Regions from separate parts of the Ovis canadensis genome. Here region 1 is linked to region 2. The links are chromatin contacts, called in public Hi-C maps. All regions are on one chromosome and are shown on one strand. The core of a region is the stretch at or near the end of the contact, and the rest is flanking DNA. Distances in the headings are between cores, read along the strand shown.

What was found. Hi-C and Micro-C count contacts between places; a contact is called where the count stands out from the background.
Region 1: a Hi-C map of lung shows a contact between it and region 2, with 4 times the contacts expected there. The contact joins the promoter of CRLF1 here to the promoter of UPF1 in region 2. A contact is called at or near these places in 2 of 2 Hi-C or Micro-C datasets (fibroblasts and lung).

Annotation. Positions count from the first base shown.
Region 1 is chr5:19,188,042-19,193,470 of ARS-UI_OviCan_v2, reverse strand. CRLF1 (cytokine receptor like factor 1) reads right to left here and starts at 3,356. Exons shown (of 10, transcript XM_069590319.1): 1 at 3,238-3,356; 2 at 2,774-3,015. The coding sequence starts at 3,320.
Region 2 is chr5:18,965,181-18,970,266 of ARS-UI_OviCan_v2, reverse strand. It overlaps UPF1 (UPF1 RNA helicase and ATPase), which reads left to right and starts at 2,569. Exons shown (of 24, transcript XM_069590623.1): 1 at 2,569-3,084. The coding sequence starts at 2,863.

The DNA.
Region 1 (5,429 bases), core at 2,107-4,606, 220 kb before region 2:
GGAGGGCCATGTCTTGCTAGAGCCTGGGATCGCAGTTGCATTTGGGGCTTGGCCCAGGGCTCGCTGGAGGTCTCAGCATCCGTGCGAAGGAGCCGGCTGAGCGGGCCAGAGCCGAGGAGGCGGGGGCGGCCGGGGGCGGGGGGCCAGGGGGCCGCCCCGGAGGTCCCAAGCAGCCAGCCGCCCGCTAATTCGGAATTCCTTAGGCATGAACTCGGGCGTGCCAGCATCTCTGCCCCGGCCCACCCACCGCTTCCTGCCTGGGCCCCCCCAGCAGGGTGGGAGGCACGGCCAGGCCTGCCCAGACCCCAGGCCCATCCTCAACCCTCAGGGGTGGGTCCCGCCCCTCCCGCCCCTCCCGCCCCTCCCGTCCCCCACCCACCACCACAGCCAGGCCAGGAAGGGGGCGCTCTGGGGGGTCCTGGCTGGAGGCTGGGGCAATGCCCCTCTGCCCCACCCGCCTGGCCTGGGCTGGTGTGGCCTGCCTGCCAGCAGCTGCAGCTGCCCTCCTGGGGCTGGGCGGGGGACGGGGCAAGAGGGCAAGGCCAGGCGGGCTTGGACAGGCCAGTCCCCCAACCCAAGCTCCAGCAGGAAAGGTCATGGGAGGCCTTCTCCTCCTGAGGATGTGGGTGCCCATTTCAGCTGGAGCACCTGGGCAATTGGCTTGCTTTCTCCTGTTCTCAGTTTCCTCCTCCGTAAAATGGGAGGAAAATCCATTCTACCTGCTGGGGAGATGAATGCGATGAGCTCATGATGTCCAGAGGGCCCAACACACTGAAGTGCAGAGGGGCTGTTGGGATCAGGGGCCCTCCCAGCTCTGGGGTGCTGGCTGGCTGGTGCACTCTCTCCAGTCCTCCACGAACAAAGCGCCAAGGCATTCAGCAGAACTGGGATGCATACATTCCAGCCCCAGCAAAGCAGCTGGGGACAGTCCACTGAGGTTGTGGGGCGGGGGGGCTTGGCCTGGTTTGGGGGCTTCCTAGAAGGCTCCCCAAGCAGATCCCTGGGCTAGGCTTTTGGACAGCCCCCCCACCCACCCCGTCCCATGCTCCCTGCCTCCCCACCCTTTCCCGCAGAGCTGGGGCCTTTAAAAGTTTTTTCCTCTCCCCCTTCCCAATCTGGAGCCACTGCCATTATTAAAAAGGAACACCATGTGTTTTAAAAGCGAAAAGTGTGAGATTCTCTGCAAGCAAGGCAGGAGGGTGGCCTCCATCCTGGGGTCCCCATCTCCTGTCCTGCTGGTACCTGCAGACACTTTACGACCTGCTCGCCTGCTGGTCAGGTGCTAAGACACACCGTAAGTAGAAACATATTGCCGAGGTGTGAAAATCTTTTATTTAATTTCTTCCCCCTTAAAGGAAAAGACACACGCACAACAATCCCACCACCACCTTCGCTTGTTGCTCTGCTGGCTGGAAAACAAAGCCTGCCATTAAAGGTGGCATTCACGAGTGCTGCCCACGGCCTGGCAGAGCTGTCACGAATCCGAGAAGGGCCTTGGGGCCGCCCCTCACCTGTCCAGGAGCCTTGGGCATGCTAGGCTTTTGGCAAGTGCCCTAAGGGCACGGGACCCTGAGCCTTCTGGAGGAGCACCTCAGGGAGCCTGCAAACAGCTCTGTGCAGTGTAGGTCCACCAGGGGAGCGGCACGTCTCTCCTGGTCGACTTGTGAGCCTGGATGGGCCCTTGGGGTGACTGTGAACATCCAGGGCAGGCTGTGCCTGTGTGTGTGCCCCGTGTCGCCTCCCCCTTGGAAAGAGTGTGTGACCATGAATGTGTGTGTGTCAGGGATGGAATGTGTGTGTGCGCGCCCCGATGGTGTGAGAATGTGCATCTGGGATGCAGTGTGCACGCATCCGAGGGCGAGGGTGACGGGCCACAAGCCAGTGAGTCTTTGTGTGTCTCTGGGTGTGTCCCAGAGCGGGTCGGGATGTGGAGACGGTGTCCTGGCGAGGGTGTGCATCGGGTGGGGGACCGGATTGTGCCGGAGGCCAGGAGCTCCCAACAGGGTGGGGGGCTGTCGGCCTGCGGGGCTTGGGGGCTCCCGGTGACTGCCCCCCACACACACCCAGGCTGGGCCCACGGTGCCCCGACTCGCTGGCTCCCGCTCCCTCTCACTCACTCTCTCACAAAGATTTCTCTCGCTGGAGTCTCCTAGCCCGGCGCAGCGTGGCCGGGAACTGTTCTAAACGCTGCCGGTGGCGGGGACTCCGTAGAACCCCGCGCGCGGGGTCCCGCCAGGGGAGGGCGGCGGCGCCGGCCCGCGGAGAGGCGCGTCCCCGGGGACCCCGGGCCGCGCGCCAGGCGGCCAGAGCGGCCCCCTCCCGCCCCGCCTTCCTCACGGGGCTCATCCCTCCACCCGGGGGGGCCCTGCTCAGGGCCGGCACCCAGCGCGCCTACTGCGTGCGCCCCCGCCCGGGTGCGGTGACCCGCAGTCTCTGCGACTCCAAGTCAGCAGACCCTGTCGCGTGCGCCCCCCGCTCCCGCCGTGCAAAGGTCCCAGGCCGCGGCCCCCTGACCCCCTGGGGCCGAGTCGGGCGTCCTCCACAGGGCAGCCCAGGTAAGAAGGCCTCGGTAGCGGAAGCCGGACCCTCGGGCCAGGGACCTTCGGCGCCGTGCGCCCCACAGGTGAGGGCGCCCCGAGGGCCGCTCCGGGGGCGCCTTCCTTTGTTCCCGGGCCGTCCAGGTGGCGCCCGCGCCCCCTCCCCCCGCGGTTGCCCCCGGGGCGCACGCTTTCGGCCCGGGCGGGAAGGAGGGAGCACGGCGCCGTGTACTCACCGGCTCCTGATCCCGCTCGCGGCGCCCCGAGGACGCAGAGCAGCAGTAGGGGCAGCGGCGGCTGCGGCGGCCGCCGCGCGGATTGGGCGGCGGGGCCCGGGCGGCCGGCGGGCATGGGGCCGGCGCTGCCGGGGGCGCGCGGCGGGCGGCGGCGAGGGGCGCGGGGCGCAGGCCGGGCGCAGGAGGGCGCGGGCCAAGCAGCCCGCACGTCGCTGGGCGCGGGCGCGGAGGCCAGAGCAAGTCTGAGCAGCCGAATTGACAAGGCGCTAATGCGCCGCTGGCCCCGCCCGGCCCCGCCCCCGGCCCGGCCCCGGGGGGGCGGCGGGCCCCGCACCGGCCTCCCCGCCGCCCGCCCGCCCGCCGGAGGGCACCGCGAGCCCCACCCGTCCGGCCTCCGCCCCGCCGCGCACCGCACGCGCCGTTTTTCCCGCGGCCCCAAACCCCCCAACTCTACCCTTACAGACCTGGGACCTCCCTTTCCAACCCTGCCAGCTCCAGGCTCCCTACCCCCAGTCTGGGACCTGGCGGCCCCCAATCGTGTTTCCATACCCCCGCCCACTTCCTCGCACCCAGCCCTCAGCCGTGTGCCCTTTCAGCGTCGCCTGCAGCCCCTAGCTCTGGTCCGCTCCTCCCCCCCATCCTCGTCTCGGCCCCCACCCCAGCTCTGGCCCCGCCCCCCCACTGAGCGGTCCCTGAGCCCCGCCTGCTCGCATCTCCAGCCCCTTTCCTCCCCGGGGGCCTAAGAGTCGCCCTCCGTCCCGCCCCACGCCCTCGGCGCGCGGATCCCACAGGTTTTGGCCCAGCGCTCCCCCTCCCATTTCATCCCGCCTCTTCTGGTGCTCCGCGCGCGCAGCCTCGGCCCCAGGCTTTGCTGGAGGGAAGACGGAGCAAAAGCTGCAAGGCTTGGAGTCCCCGGACCTCGCCCAGGCTCAGCTGTCCCCCTCGGGCGGGTCCGAGCCGGGATTCTGTGGGGGCGCCCGGGGGCCTCAGGAGGGAGTTCTCGCGTGGGCAAGAGGGGAGAAATGGGCCCCGTGGGAAAGGAGACAGGGGCCTGCGCCGGTTCCGTGTGCGGGCAGGAGGGATCCCCCAGGAGGAGAGCGGTAAGCAGGCCCTCCTCCGACTCGCTAACACCCCCCCCACGGAAAAATCCGCTCAGCGGCCCGCGGGTGGGGTGCGCCACGCAGTGAGTAATCGCTGGGGCGGCCGCCGCCCGCCGACTCCAGGTAACGCCGGCTGCCCCGAGCGACGCATAGTTTGTCTTCCTTTTTTTTTTGCGCAGGGATCCTTCTCCGTGTTATTATTTTTGGCCACTGCTTGGTTTCGGGACCCCTCCCGGCCCCGCTGCCTCACCCTCCTTCTCTCGGTCCTCACCCGATTCGGGCGCCCACGATAAAAGGGCTCCTGGACTCCAAGGCCCCAGTGGAGGGGGGAGCTTGAAATGAGAGTTCCGGGGCTGCCTCCAGCCCAGTTGTTGGAGTCGCAGCCCCGCCCACAGCCATGTGCCCTCAGAGAAGAAGGGCTCTATCTTCCCCTTCAGGGGCTCCCTTAGAGACCTGGACCCTCCCTCCAGGTCCCTAACTAGCCAAGGGGGTAAAAGTGTCTGAGGAGGGCTCAGGAGTTCCCGCCTCCTTTGCCTAAGGCGGCCCTCCACCACCCCTGCTAAGTAAGTAGTCTGAGGTCCCCAACTCAGACCTCAGACTATCAAAAAAGAGGATTGAAGGCCGGAGTTCCGGGTGTGCCCCCACCCCTCCAAGCCCAATCTGGACTCTGGATGAGTTTGTGAAGGAGAGAGTTGAGCCCTGGCATGGGGAAAATCAGGCTCCTCTGCCTCAGTTTCCTCCTCAGCACCATGGGGGACTCCTAGCCAGCCTACGCCTTTCTGTGGGAAGCTGCATTGTAGCAGAAGGCTCCACGGTCTAAACACTTACGATAGTGCCTAGCACTGGGGCACATTCTTTCGGAGTCTCAGTGTGTCACCTCTGAAAAATGGGGCCACCGTCCCACCTGCCAGAGAATTAAGCGAAGGTGGCCGTTCTTGGCTGGAATTGTGTTTTCAGGATATATCCCAAGCCTCCCCCACAACCTCGGTTCAGCAACGTTTGACTTCCACCTGGAGGACTTCAGGCTTCTGGAGAAAAAAATCTTAATATCCCCCCACCCCATCTCTGCTCCTCCCCACCCCCACTGCAGTCATCCCAGTCTCGGGGAAAAGGCTCCCCCATCCACCCAGGTGCTCAGGCCAGAGACCTGGAGGTGCGCGTGACAACTCTCTCCTTTGCTCATCTCCCACGTCCAATCCATCAGCAAATCCTGTTGGCTCTGATTCCAAAACGCATCCCCATTCTGAGATTCGGACCTCTTTTCTCCACCCCATCCGGGTCCAGGCCCCACCATCTCCATCTGGGATGCTGCCCAGCCTCCTAGGATTCCCGGGTAAACTCTCCTGCCCTTGTCTGTACATTAGGAAGAAGGGGCTTTTAAAAGAAGCAAAGCAGGTCTTCTCTGTCCTGTTACCCTCTCCCCATTCCTTCTCTCCTCTCTCCTCATCCTCTTCCTTCCTCTCCCTCACATTGCTCCAGCCCCAAGACTTGTACATTTGCTGTTCCCCTCTGTGGGGATGCAGTTCCCCCAAATTCTTCCCCCAGTTAGCACCTTC
Region 2 (5,086 bases), core at 1,320-3,819:
ACCATATACATCTTCAAAAGCTTAGGGAGGTGAGGAGATCTTAAATGATAAATCTGCTCTAACATTTTCATCTTCCTGGGCTTCCCTGGTGGCTCAGAGGTTAAAGCATATGCCCGCAGTGCGGGAGACCTGGGTTCGATTCCTGGGTTAGGAAGAACCCCTGGAGAAGGAAATGGCAACCCACTCCAGTAGTCTTGCCTGGAAAATCCCATGGACAGAGGAGCCTGGTGGGCTATACTCCGCAGGGTAGCAAAGAGTCAGACACGACTGAGTGACTTCACAAGCTTTTGACTCCTTTCCTTGATAGTAAACTATAGTTACTGTTGAATTATTTCTTTCAATTTATCACATTTTTCTTAATGTATTTTTGGGTTTTGTTGTTAGGTGCTTTCATGTTTATAATTATTATTTCTTCCCGATAGATTGAAATTTTATCATTATCATTATATAATTTTTTTTTGTCTCAAGTAACAATTTTTGTCTTAACATCTGTTTTATCTGATACTAGTATAGCTAATATAGCTCTCTTTCGGTTACTATTTGCCTGGAGTATCCTTTTCCATCCAGTTACTTTTTGTTTTTGCATCTAAAGTGAGTCTTTGGGGACTTCCTTGGCAGTCCAGTGGTTAAGATTCTGCACTACCAATGCGTGAGCATGGGTTTGATCCCTGGTCAGGGAACTAAGATCCCACATGCCAAGTGGCAAAGAGAAAAAAAAAGTGATTTTTTTTTTGCGGACAGCATAGCTGAACCATGATTTAAAAAAAAAAAAAAAAAAACCCTCTGAAAACCTCTACATTTTAACTGGAGCATTTAATTCATTTACATTTAGTGTAATATTGATAAGGACGTATTTCTGCCATTTTGCTATTTGCTTTCTGTATGTCATATCTCTTTTCAGTTCTTCCATTACTAACTTCTTCTGTGTTAAATTGATATGTTTTAGAGTATCACCCACAATGTCGTTTTGCAAATGTGAGGCTATGTAGGAAAAAAGAGGAGATCCTTAGAAGTGGAATTACTAGGTCAAGGGGAGGGCAGGGCATGCACTGAAACTGCTGAGTTTTACCAGATTGATCTTAAATGATTCTACCAATTCGACTGGATACTTTCCATAGAGGGCTTTGCATTTTATTGAAAGCATCTGTTAGCTTGCTAGGATTCTCCCTTAAACTGTGTCTTCCTGTAGAGGGGAGGGGGACCTAATTATTCATTTTTTATATTCCCACGTTTTCATGCACAGGAAGCCAAAAAAGATGTGAAGAAGGAAAAAGGAATCTTTTATCATGTCATGACAGGAATACTGGAAAATGAGGACCCATTCACATCTGGAACTTTAGGAACAGCCATGCAAACCAGGGGCCCTGTGAACTGACTTCAAGTATTTAGTCCCAGAATCTTGGGAAGTGGGGGGTTCTCCAAGACACTTTACAGAAAAGGAAGCTGGGGCTAGGAGTTAGGAGATTAAGGCTCATAAACTAGTAATTAAACTTTTACTGTGCACCTTTCCTGTGTGGGCAGTTATTTTCCGCATGGAGAAGACCATGTGAGGAACAGTCAGCCCCTGTCCACATGGAACTTTTCTTTGTAAATACCTGGGAGTAAGAGTAGCTCATTTATTCCTCATTCCACCTTTTAATTTATTTTTGGCTGTGTTGGGTCTTGGATGCTCCTCACACGATTTAGCAGGGCTACTCTCTAGCTGTGGTACACGTGCTCAGTGCAGCGGCTTCTTTTGTTTCAGAGCACTGGCTGTAGGGGGTTTGGGCTTCAGTAGTTGTGGTCCAAGGGGCTTAGTTGCCCCACAGCATGTGGGCTCACCCCGGATCAGGGATCAGTGTCTGCTGTACTGGCAGGCAGATTCTTAACCACTGGACCACCAGGAAAGTTCCCCTCAACCCATCTTAATGGCTATTATTTCCTTTTCCCAGCTGAGGAAACGCTAGGCTCAGAGAGGTAAAGTCGCTTGTATAATTAAAGTCACACAGACAGTAGGTGGCCAGGTTCGGGTTTCAACCCAGAGCGATGCTCCCAATCGCTGTTATTTCATGCCTCTGGATAATACCATTGTCCAGAGCAGCAGCAACCACCTTTTCTGCGTGCTAGGCTCTGTGGTAAGGACTGTCCCCACTCACTTATTCAACCAGTGCACACTGAGCAGCTACTATGTGCCATGCGCCCTCATCTCAAAGATTTGGCGAAACTAGCCCAGGGAGTTTCTCCGAGTGAAGCGGACGCACCACACTTTCCTCGCCAAGCCTCCCCGGCTGGGTGTTCCACCTCGGTAAGGCATCCAGCTGGCGCTCAATTACCCCATGGCACTGTCGCCGCTTCTAGGGGCACAGACGACCACGGCCGCACGTCCCGCTGCCCGAGTGCCACAGGCAGCGGCAGAGGCGGACCCATGAACTCGCGTGGTCGTCCGGGCGGCGGTTGGAAGCCCCGCCCCCGCGCGTGCGCGCTGCGCGCCGCGTCTGCCCGCTCGGCTCCGGCAGTACGGGCGCGGTTGAAGGCGTCCTCGCGGAGCGCGCGCGCCTGCGCCGTCGTCGGGCTCGCGCACGCGCACCTGCGCCGGCGCCGGCCTCACGCACGCGCACGGCGGCGACGACGGCGGTGGCGGCGGTTCCTGCCGGGGGCTGCGAGGGCGGGCGGCCCCGAAGGAAGCGGCGGAGCTGAGGGGCTCAGCGGCTAGGCGCGCGTGACTCTCAACCCGGCTCGCTCCGCGGCGGGCGTTTTGAGCCGGTCCAGGGGCGCGGACGCGGCGGCGGCGGCGGCGACCCGAGGCCTGCGGCCTAGGCCTCAGCGCGGCGGCGGGCTCGAGTGCGGCGCGGAGCCGGCCTGAGGGCCCTACGCGGCGGCACAATGAGCGTGGAGGCGTACGGGCCCAGCTCGCAGACGCTCACCTTCCTGGACACCGAGGAGGCCGAGCTGCTCGGCGCCGACACCCAGGGCTCCGAGTTCGAGTTTACCGACTTCACCCTCCCCAGCCAGACGCAGACGCCCCCCGGCGGCCCCGGAGGTGGCGGCGCGGGGGCCCCGGTCGGAGCCGGCCCGGGCGCGGCGGCCGGACAGCTCGACGCGCAGGTGAGCGGCACATGGCGGCGCCGGAAGCCGGGGCCGGGCCTCGGCGGCGGGGGACCTGGTCGGGTTTCCCCTCCGGCCGCGCCGGGGCTCATCTGCTCGGCTCCTGCAGTCCCGCCTGGTCCAGAGTGACCCGGCCGGGTATCTCCCGCTCAGTACAGGTCCGGAGTAACCTGCCTCCAGTTTCTGCTCTCCAGCCCGACCCGGGTAAACCTACTTCAAGTCCTCTGGTCTCTCTCGAGTGATCTCCGATTCTAGTTCCAGACTGAGTGTTAGCTGATCGGTCCCAAGTCCCCTTCCGGGCCTGTCCGAAGTGATCGGCCCTAGGTCCGTCTCTGGCCTGGGCAGGAGTGACTTGTCCCCGAGTTCTCCTTCAGCTGGGTCAGTGCCCCGCTCAAGCCAGCTCCTGATCTGCGCCGATTTCCCGGTCAGTCCCATCCGACCGCTGCCCCACCCCCTTACCTGTGGTCGCAGTCTGGGCACCCCTGCCCTCATTCATGCCCACCGTGCAGTAGGTTTATATTTCACTGGGCCCACGGACGCTGGCGAGAGGAGGGCTGAGGCTCCTCCAGCAGAAACGGAATTTCTGCATTCAGTAGAGGACCCTAAGCTCGCAGACTTTTAAGATTGTTGAGGAGGCAGTTTGCGTTTTGTTTTTTCTTCTTGCATTGCCTGTTGCTGAAACCGACCTGTTACGTAACTCCGCAGCCCTGCCTTGGAAAAGTTGGTTTTGAGTTTGTTCCTCCAGTGGGTGAGTGGTAGTGGGTTTTATATATGTGGCTCTGCCACGTCAGGAACTTTTGTTCTTGATGATGTGAACATTCAGCAAAGGCTGCTTGGTTATTTTAAATTTGGGTTTGTGTTATGAGAGTATCCGGCATACACTTCCTGGATCTGGGTCCCTGACCCGGGATGGGAGAGGGCGCTGGCTGTGGTCTTGGGCTAGGCTCCCCAGGATTGTAGTCATCATCCTGTGGGTCTCAAATTCCATTCCTGTGCCTGGCACCTCCCTCATTTATTTTCCTGAATTCTCAGCCACAGAGGAGCTATAGGCTTCACCTTGTCGCAGGTGTCCCTTCGCATGAGGACCCACTGCCAGAGTGGGGGAGCCAATCCAGCCTCAGCCAGCGTGAGCTGAAACTGTCTCCTGGGGGCTTGGATTCTAGTTGATTGAGTCACTCCCGTGGGTAGACCACCCACTTGGACTTTCTTTTAGCCCCTAATAGAAGCAGAAAACATTTGACTCATTCTAACCCCAGATTCCTTAAAAATAGAAGCTTAATGGGTGGGGCATCAGGGAGACCAGGTGTGCACATATCTGTGTTTTTTCTGTTTTGTTGATATATCATGGGGGAAGGGAGAGTGTGCTTGGGAAATAAGTGAGCTGCTGTAAGCTCATGATAACACCTGTTATCAGAGTAGTTTCATGCTCTGTGGATGCTGTTTCCACAGCGGTAACATGGGAGCAACAGCTGTATTTTTGTTACTTTTAAACATAGCTGAAATCTGGACTCGTGTTTGAATGAATAGACCAGATAGTGCTGTCTGTAATTCGTGTCCAGTGTGTCCAGCAGACGGAGGCTAAAGATCTCTTGGCTGAGCAGTGTGCCACGATCCGTGGCAGTTCAGGGCTGTTTTGTGGAAGGTTATTGTTTTATTGCAAATCCTTTTTAAACTGTAGACTGTAAAACAGCAAACTTGGGTCAGCTCTGAGTTCTAGTTTTGTCCCTTGGGTTCTGTTTTTGATTAATTGTGGGGCGTGTCTTTCTCTTTCTGTGGAAGTAATTGATTTCTTTTCTTTTTTTAAATAAATTTACTTGTTTTTTAATTGAAGGATAATTGCTTTACAGCAATTGGCTTCTTTTACTGCACCTGAACACTGAACTATACTGAGTAAGAGCATTGAAACACTCCGCCAGAGGGAAACATGACAGCTGAGCTCACTTGTTATGACACCAAAGGGGTTTGTCCTTTTCCACTTTTAAGTAACTCTGGTGACCCACCC